2 separate regions of the Macaca mulatta genome follow, and region 1 is linked to region 2. The links are chromatin contacts, called in public Hi-C maps. All regions are on one chromosome and are shown on one strand. Each heading gives the region's core, a stretch centred on a gene start, on an enhancer-like site or on the middle of the called end of the contact. The rest is flanking DNA. Distances are from core to core; before and after follow the strand shown. Region 1 holds the start of SHROOM3 (shroom family member 3). Region 2 overlaps SHROOM3 (shroom family member 3).

The links. Hi-C and Micro-C count contacts between places; a contact is called where the count stands out from the background.
Region 1: a contact with region 2 is called in a Hi-C map of cortical neurons, with 9 times the contacts expected there. The contact joins the promoter of SHROOM3 here to the enhancer-like site in region 2. A contact is called at or near these places in 7 of 14 Hi-C or Micro-C datasets (blood, cortical neurons, fetal cortex germinal zone and 4 more).

What each region holds. Positions count from the first base shown.
Region 1 is chr5:57,379,203-57,383,724 of T2T-MMU8v2.0, forward strand. SHROOM3 (shroom family member 3) reads right to left here and starts at 2,534. Exons shown (of 11, transcript XM_078003460.1): 1 at 1,543-2,534. The coding sequence starts at 1,710.
Region 2 is chr5:57,314,992-57,320,045 of T2T-MMU8v2.0, forward strand. All of the region lies in intron 1 of SHROOM3 (shroom family member 3), which reads right to left. Among named protein-coding and RNA genes, the nearest start is that of SHROOM3, 64 kb to the right of the region's middle. Within about 2 kb of position 2,275, at least 4 of the 40 cell types and tissues checked have an H3K27ac peak or open chromatin away from gene starts, as enhancers often do.

The DNA.
Region 1 (4,522 bases), core at 1,284-3,783, 64 kb after region 2:
CCCTCTTTCTTACGCAAAAAGAACCTCAAATCATTCAAACAGTGGCCAACGATTCCTTGACTTCAGGAAGAGTAAGTCCTTATTGCAGAACCTGTGAAAGAAATCCTAATCAGTCTGTATTAATCACTGGCATTTTTTGCCAGTGATTGGCCTAAAGATAGGCATAGGGTACAGTTCTGGTTAATGAGATGTAAGCAAAGGTCTAATGAGAAACAAAAAGCCAAAAACCTGTCTGGAATGAAGAGGCAATGCTGGAGTCGTGGGATCCATCACGCAACCATGAAGACAAAGCCAACATCATAAGAATGGCAGAGTGGAGAGGTAAGCGGGGTCCCTGATCACATTATTGAGCTGCTGCTCTCCTTGCCTGTAAAATCTACCTCCAAACTTCTTGTAATATGAGAAAAACAAACCCCAATTTACCGAGAGCCTCTATAAACTTGGTTTTGAATTTTTTCACAGAGGGAGGGCTTCCTAACTGACACACACTTATGCACATCCTTTCATTTTACTTAAGAAAGTTAAGGAAAAGTCATACAACTTACAATGGTGTCCTGTGCACTCGTGGCTTACCTCTGTGAAACTCAGTTCTCCCTGGCTCATCCACAGTAAGAATTACTTCAGTAATTTGAAAAATTACCTTTTGGAATTATTTCTGGGGATATGAAAAATAACCTGAACCGATAACAGAGCTCAAATGCAATCCATATTACCTTCTTCTCACCCTCAAACTAGAAATTTTTTCTCCCTTAATTACAAATGTTTCTTGATGAATGCACATGTGTGAAAAGCCATTATAATCTGTTGTATCAGACTATTAAATATTCTAAAAATGTAAAAGCAGTATTATAACAAGTAATGTTAATCTGTAGTTTAAGAGAAAAATAAAAATATTAACCCTAGTACATAAAAATTTCATTGGTATGACTACCCACACCAAAAGATAAATGAAGAATTGAGATATGCTGCAAGATGACTAAGGTTTAAAAAGGGATTCAAATATACAGATAAATAAGAGAGGTAGAAATGTTTTGATCTTGAGTTATACTGAAAGCTGATTTAATTCTCCTTTCTGAGTGTGGGGAAAAAAAGCAACACATGGTATTTACGCAATCTATTATCCAGAATTATAAGCAAATTTAAAATATTTTTAGATGCTGTTTTCAGTTAAAGAAAGAAAAAGCAGATATTTTTGTATGCACAAATATATACCATGCCACCATCTTAACCATGTTATTAATCTTTAATCTGATTTATAACTGAAAAGCTCATGTGGTAACTGATTGTATGCGATTTCATTCACAAAAGAGAAGATTATCCATCAAATAGGCACATTTTTCTTGGGATTTCACAGAATAAATGAGCTAGACACATTTTTCTTTCAAATACCAGGCTATCTAAAATATTTCCAGATAATCAGAAAGGCATGAAACAGCAAATTAAGTTATATTAAGGCAGTTATCATTATTTTGCATTTTTGACAAATCTGACAAGTTGAAAACAACAATTTGAATAAAAGGAATATTGGAAAAAGAAACATACCTTAGAGATGATTAATGGTTCTCCGTGCTCCAGGCCACCTTTCAGAGTAAAACCCCAGGGAGCTCCTCCCTCCAGGAATGCCTCCAGATAAATGTACCTTCCCCTGGGGGTCGTGTTAGAGTTTAATGTGGCACTAGGCTTGTGGAAGTTTTCAGTGGTCCTCATCATGCCAACACATGATCCCTCAAGTTAAATTTAAAATGCCTGAAGCAAATTCAGGCAAGCAGTGCTTCTACAGCACAAATTGTCCCATCCTTCAGGATACACAATGGCCAAAAGAGAGGTTTGGAGAAGCAAATTCTTCCATACATAAAATGTTCTTCCAAGCTGAACTCCAAGATGCTGAACCAGAAGGAATTTTCACTTCAATATTTCTGAATGTAAATCTTCCTTCAGGAATTCTGGGTTTTCACTGAAGCCCCCAAGTGGTATACATCTCTACTCCGTTCGTAAAAACTTCCTTCAGTGGCACTGTGAAGATTGCTTTTTTGAGCTTTTATTTCACACATACACACACTAAAACCATTTCTGCCTATTTTACAGAGAAAATTAAAAGCATCTTACAATATAGTAAGAAAATAACAAATACTCAAAGGAATACCTCATTTTTGATTGATTATCAACCCTTTCTTCCTCTCGGAGTGAAATTTACCATTACAATAGCCTCCTCCCTCCCCAGAAGTAGCTTAAAAAGAAAGAAAGCACTTACTATGCTTCGGATCACTTCAGAATTTTCTAACTTGTCCCAAAGAGACAGAGAAGCTGTGCTAAAACTTACTTCTTTTTTTCAACAATAAGTTCATAGTTTGTTTCTTAGGAGAGAAAAAAAAAACCTTTTGCAGGATGTAGAGAAAATGAAAAAGCACGGTAAATTAGTCCTTAATGGAAAAAATATGAAGGTGGCAGCTCAGTTCTTTTCTTTGGTATTTTCAGTGACGATCAGCCACCGCTGTTGCCGCCACAGCCACTTGCCTCCTCTGAGAGAAAGAGTAAGGAAGTTAGAGGAACATGGATTAAGGCAAAGTGAGGCACTGCAACCTTTCTGCACACTAAGCACTGCCATGCAGAATTCAGCTCACCACAAAGACCTGACAATCCAAACAGTCTTACAGTTGATAACACGTAGAAAGTTAAAAATACTATACAGATGGCTAATTACCAAGGGATAGAAAATAGTTCCTAGAATAGCCCTGCCTTGTACCAATTAAAGGAGAATTTCAGGGAGTGAGACACAGGCATTTGCGTGTTTAAAAACCCTCCAGGCAATTCTGCTGTGCAGCCAAGTTTGAGAAGCAATGCCTAAGTGATTTGGGTAAACATTTAAGTACATGTCAAGGTGGTGGCACAAGGGCTTTATTTTTTCATTAGAAGAAAATACTACCAAGTGTAATATACGAAATGGGACTTTCCAATCAAATTTCTGCTTGTTTGACTCAATAAAAACAGGACGCAGGTTTTCTTTTTTCTAGGTTTTCATTGTTATCTACTCCAAGATTATTATCCACTCTTTAAATGAAAAGAAATCTACAATGCCTTGTGGGTAAGTACTAGGTACTCGGGAAGGAATGTTGTTCTGATTTCATGTTATCAATGTAATTTTGTAATAATGTTATATAAAATTTAACATTCATATTTTGTATTAACACTTTGAACAGTAGAAGATAACCATATCTAACCCAGAAGCCTCAGCTATTTAGTTATTGGAGCAGATTAGAATTACTTCCAGGGAATATATGTACTAAAACTTTTTTCTGTTTAAAAGTATGGGATAATGAGAATTCAGTTGAAAACTGAAGTTAAAAACTACTGTGGGGCTTGATAACAATTATTTTGGTGTTTGTACTTACAATTAATGAAAGGCTGATACAGAAAAGCAGGTGTATGATATTAAATTACATGGTATTTAATTTATAACACTGGAGAGGTGTTGTTTGATTTTCAATGGTAACTTCACTTGAAGGGCTCAAAGACAAAAAAAAAAAAAAAAAAGTAAAACCTCATGTAATGGTAGTATGTGAGTGGAAACATGAGGAAACCTAAGGTGTACCAAATGAAAGTATGTGGTAAAAATTGGCTGATTCTTACAGGTAATTTATGCAATTTCTATTGTGGCTTTCTTTTACAGCTTAATTTGTAAATTAGAATAAATGGAGAAACATTAACTTTTCTTTCATTTCAAAGAACATATGTATTTTAAATAAAATTCCTAGGTAAATAAACAGCTTTTTTTCTGAAAAATTATTTTTTGAGGCTCTTATTATGTTACTCCTAACACATTTTGTAAAAACTGGGATTTTACAGAATCCACATTTAATATTAAAAGTAACACAGCTATACAAAATTTCAGTTAGACAGGAGGCACAAGCTCAAGAGATCTATTGTACAGCATGATGACTATATTTATAACAATGTATTGTATATTTGGAAATTGCTAAGATTAGATTTTAAGTGCTCTCACCACAAAAAAATTAATATGTGAGGTAATAGGTTAGTTCCTTGATTAGCCATTTTACAATGTATACTGACATCAAAACATCATGTGGTACACTGTAAGTATATATACTTACAGTATATATACTGGCTATTCTGGCTCACTCACTAACAGTAAAGTAAATTAACTGTAGACAATAAATTGCTTTTTTTTTTGACACAGAGTCTCACTTTGTCACCCAGGCCGGAGTGCAATTTTTAGTTGTCAATTTAAAAAATAATAAACAAAAAAATCAAAGTAATGAAACTAACGGCAAAGGAAATAAGGAAAAGATAATATGAACCCAGTGCTTGTAGACTGATGAAACCTCCATTTTAGATTATCACCAAAAATATTGAAGAAACAAATATATAACTGAAATTGATACATAATCTGAAAAAAATACGTAAAACTTCATTTTGTGGACCTTCAGTATAGCAGCTGATAGACCAGGGTTGGAAGAACTTTTTTCTTCCATCTTCCATTGATCAGATTCAAAGAATGTTAAAG
Region 2 (5,054 bases), core at 1,025-3,524:
TAACATAAGGTTTGGAGGGGATAAACATTCAACCCATAGCATCAGAGAAATACTTTACTTATGTTTACTGGGTATAATAAAGGATACAGAAGACCAGCCAGATGAAAAGATACATAGGGCGAGGTCTGAAAGGGTCCCATGTGCAGGAGCTCCTATGCCCATGAAGTTGGGGTGTACCACCCAGCTGGCATGCAGATGTGTTTGCCAACCCAGAAGCTCTCTGCATCCCATAGTTCAGGAATTTTTATGGAGGCTTTATCATGTAGACATGATCAATGATTAACTTTATTTCTAGCTCCTTTCCCTTCTCTGGAGAACTGTGGCAAGTTGGGGGTAAGGGCTGAAAGACCCCAGCCTATAATTATGGCTTAGTCTTTATGGTGACCAGTTCCCATCCAGGAGTCCACCAAGAGCTACCTTATTAAAAGATGCTCCTACTGCCCAGGAAATTCCTAAGGACCTTAAAAGCTCTAAAATTCCTAAGGACTTTAAAAGTCAGGAACCAGAGTCAAAGGTCGAATATTAGAACAAAAGGTTCTCCCAGCATCCTTATTGCTTAGGAAATTACAAGTGTTTTAAGATCTCTGTATCAGGGACTGTGGGCCAAGAGCAATATGTGTATTTCTTATTATTTTTACAAATAGTAACATAAAGAAACAAAATTATAGAGTACATTAAAATTAAGAACATCCCTTCATCAAAAGATATAATATGATTAAGAGAATGAAAAGGCAAGCCTCAGCATGAAGATATTTGTTATACATATCTCTGCCAGTGGACTTTACTCATAATCTATAAATAACTTCATAAACCAGTAAGAAAAGACAATCTAATTTAAAAATGGGCAAAAAAGGCAGGCACAGTTGCTCATACCTGTAATCCCAGCACTTTGGGAGGCTGAGGCAAGATGATTTCTGGAGGGCCAGGAGCTCAAGATTAGCCTGAGCAAGTAGCAAGACTCACCACCCCCCATCTCTACAAAATAATTTTAAAAATTAGCCAAGTGTGGTGGTGTGTGTTTGTAGTTCCAGCCACTACAGAGGCTGAGGTGGGAGGATCTCTTGAGCCAAGGAGTTTGAAGTTACAGTGAGCTGTGATCACTCCACTGCACTCCAGCCTGGGCAATAGAGAGACACTGTCTCAAAAACAAAAAAAGAGAGAGAGGGAGAAGAAAGAGAAAAGAAAAGAAAAAGAAAGAAAGAAAAAGGGCAAAAGATTTGGATACTTTACCAAAGATATTCAAATGGCCAAGAACACATGAAAAGGTATCCAACTTCCGTAGTTCTCAGAGAAATGAAAACTGAAATCACAAGTGAGATACTACTATATACCCACTAAAATGGCTAAAAAGAAAAGGACAGAAAATACTGAGAGTTGGCAAAAGGGGGAAGCAACTAGAACTTTCTTACACTGCTAGAACGAAAAAAAAAATGTTATAACCACTTTGGGAAACTACTTGGCAGGATCTACTAAAGCTGAACACAAGATTATCCCATAACACCCAAATTCCGATCTTCACTGAGACAGGGACAGGGTTAAAGGAACCAACAAGAGATGGTGAAACATTCTGAGGCTAGCATTAGCTGTCCTAGGACAAGGAGACAGAAGAATTTTGCAATACAGGAAGACCTGTAGTTGTAGGAGCGGCTGGCCAACAGAAGCTGTGTCCTCTAACAGAGGGATGCAGCCCTGGCAAACCTGAGGCCCCATCTCCCATTTCCCTCCATTATTATGACGGGAAACCAGGGCCAAGGCAGCATGCTGACAGAGCCCACACAGCTCAGCTCCCTGGGGCCCCGAGCGGCAGGGAGAAGAGGAGGGTATAGATCTGGAGCAGCTAGCGGAAAAAGTCAAGCTCACTGTCTAATGTCCAAACTGGAGCATGGACTCTGGAGTCAGATGACCTGAGTTGAAGTTTGGTACTGCTTACCATCTGTGAGGCCTTTAGGCAACACATTTAACCTGCCCATGCCTCAGTCTCCTCGTCGGCAAAATGGAGATAATAATCTATCTCACAGAGTTGTATAACAAGCAAAAGAGTGAATACATGAGTGAATTTCACAAATGGTAGCTATCATTTTTATTTTAAGCTTTGCCCTTCACATATCCCATGCTCATTTGAACAGAGGAGTTGGTTAAATCTAAATATACTTTGTATTTGTGATTAAGGGGCCCCCTTCCACAAGAATGTCCCTCAATCTGTTTTTCTAGACCCTTCTAAAAACCTCTCGAATGTCACTTTCTCCATGAAGACTTCCCTGAGCTCCTCGTCCAGGAAGAACCTCTTCTGTGCACCCAGAGACCCACGTCCCCTCCTCCTCAGTGGCCAGTTCCACAGCCCTCACTGAAAGGCAGTCCAGTGTGTATGTCTACTCTCACTTCCTTGAAAGCAGAATCCAGATCTTGTTCTTATTTTTGAACTAACTCTAGTGTATAGCACAATATTTTATATAAATATGTTTGTTTCCCTGAATTATATTGAATTTCAGTATATTGAAAGTTACTTCAAACAAGTTTGCCATTGGTTGACATTTTAAAATCCTATTGTTATACTAAGTATTTGCTGAGATGGTTTTTATTCTGTATTGTCACTGGCAACAAAATGGAGCTAATCATAACTACTATTTATTAACTATCTACTTTGTGTCAGGGCTTTATATTTTAAGTCATGTAATTCTTACAACCAGCCCATGAAGTAGGGACAGATGAGAGAAGGCTCAAAGAGATAATATAATTTGGCCAAAGGCCACAGCAGCTAGGAAGTGGCAGAGCTATGATTCCCACACAGACTTCCACAAGGCCTGTGGTATTTCTGTGATGCCATGTTGCTTTCCATAATTAGTATATACTCAAGTGTTGTGAACAGGTACCTCTGAGCTTTAGTTACTTCCTTTATTTATATAATGAGGGAGAACTGGATGCTCTCTCAGATGGCTTCCAGCTCTAGAATGTATGATTTTAAAGAAGCATCGCTGTCTGTTCCTATCATGTGCCTGTGCTGATTACTGCTGCGGACACTTCTTTTTTCCATGAAATTGGTTAGAAAAATACAGCTGTTCTCAGTTTCCATCACATAAATCCAAGAGGCAGGACTGGTGAAACTGCCTTCTATAGGACTCAAATTTCTCCTTCTTCAATTTCATGGGTTACAGTGAAATCAACGAGAGTGTAATTTGTGTTTGCATAAAACCAGAACACATAGGAAAAGAGCCAGACATTATTGAACATTCAGGAAAGAAAGAGTCCCACACCAAAAGGGCAAAGTTCAGTACTGTTAGCTACTCTCATTATTCAGCAAATATGCCTCTCATCTGCTCGTAATAGCACAGTGCCAGCTCTCTCTAGCCTTCCCATTGCCTTTGGGAGATAAGAAGGGATTCAGTTTCTATTTTGTCAAAATAGAATATATTTGATGATTAAGGGGGCATTAATTAAGGTAGCATTAATGAAACCATACAACTTCTAAACTCTGTGATTCACAAAGAAAGAAAAAGTCAACCAGTCCTCCTTATACACTGCCTCAAAGAGGACGATCTCTCTCTCTTCCTCCTATCATCATCCATCTATTTGTCTGTTAATCTAACCATCCATCCATCCTTCCATCCATCCATTTAATCGATTCTTTCTCCCTCCCTCTCTCTGTTAATCTATCTTCCTTGAGCCATCTATCCATCTGAGCCTCAGTTCAGTTCTAGGAAAGCAGGCATACAGCATGACAATTGCAATCAGGACAAAGCAGTCACCCCATCTGTGTGAACTCCCTGGGAACTGAAAGTTCAAACTCTTAATCTACAAACATGAAATAAAAACCTGCCCAAAGCAACAGCCTATCTCTGATATATCTATGATATAGAATTAGATTTTTCTGTCTCACAACCCAGGGAAATACAACTTTGCATGACTAGAGGCAAGAGAACAAACTAGAATTGACACGGAAGGAGAGGGCTGATTACTTCAAATTGCATTGCTTCCCTGCTAAAACCATCCAGGGGTTTCCCATCATACTCAGAGGAAAAGCCAAAGTCCTCACATTGGCCAGGGGCTCAACATACTTTGGGTGCTGTGCTCCAGCCATGCACGACCTCTTTCCTGATTTTTATTTATTTTATCTTTTTATTATTTTATTTATTTATTTATTTTTGAGACGGAGTCTTGCTCTGTCACCCAGGCTAGAGCGCAGTGGCGCGATCTCAGCTCACTGCAACCTCCATCTCCCGGGTTCAACCGATTCTCCTGCCTCAGCCCTGCAAGTAGTTGGGATTACAGGCGCCTGCCATCACACCAGCTAATTTTTGTATTTTTAGTAGAGACAGGGTTTCCCCATGTTGGCCAGGCTGGTCTCAAATTCCTGACCTCAGGTGATCTGCCCACCTTGGCCTCCCAAAGTGCTGGGATTACAGGCGTGAGCCACCACGCCCAGCCTTCTTTCCTGATTTTAAAAAACATGTCAGGCATGCCCTGCGGTAGGACCTGTGGATTAGCAGTACCTCTGGCTTGAATATTCTTTCCCCAAACATTGCACAGTCTCTATGTCATGTTCCTCTGTTTTTATTTTTCTATTTTATTGATTTCCACTCTGATCTTTATTATTACTTTTTTCTTGTTTATTTGAGAGAGCAAATGATTGTTTTAAGCCACTAAATGTGGGAATTATTTTTTACTTAGCAAGAGATTACTGAAACACAAGGAAAAATAGTTTCCCTAGGAACAAGCGACTTTAAGAAGTTCCAGATGAATGCTTTTAGTTAGCCCAGACACACTGTTGGGGTTAAGAGTTGTTAAGGTGTTTGGCTGATAGACCGTGAAATCAGAAATCATACAATGTTAAAGTGAGTAAGAAGGCATTTTGCTCAAAGAGCTGAAGTGACTTGTCCAAGATCACACAGCTAAGTAGAAACATGTCTTAAAACAGAAATGGACTCTCAGTTCCATATACATCTCTTACTTGTTCTACAAATATTTATTGAGCACATTCTTTATGTAAGGCACCATGCCAGCAGCTAGGGATAACACAGACAGCCCTTATCCTTATAAAGGTTACGTGCCATCAAGTC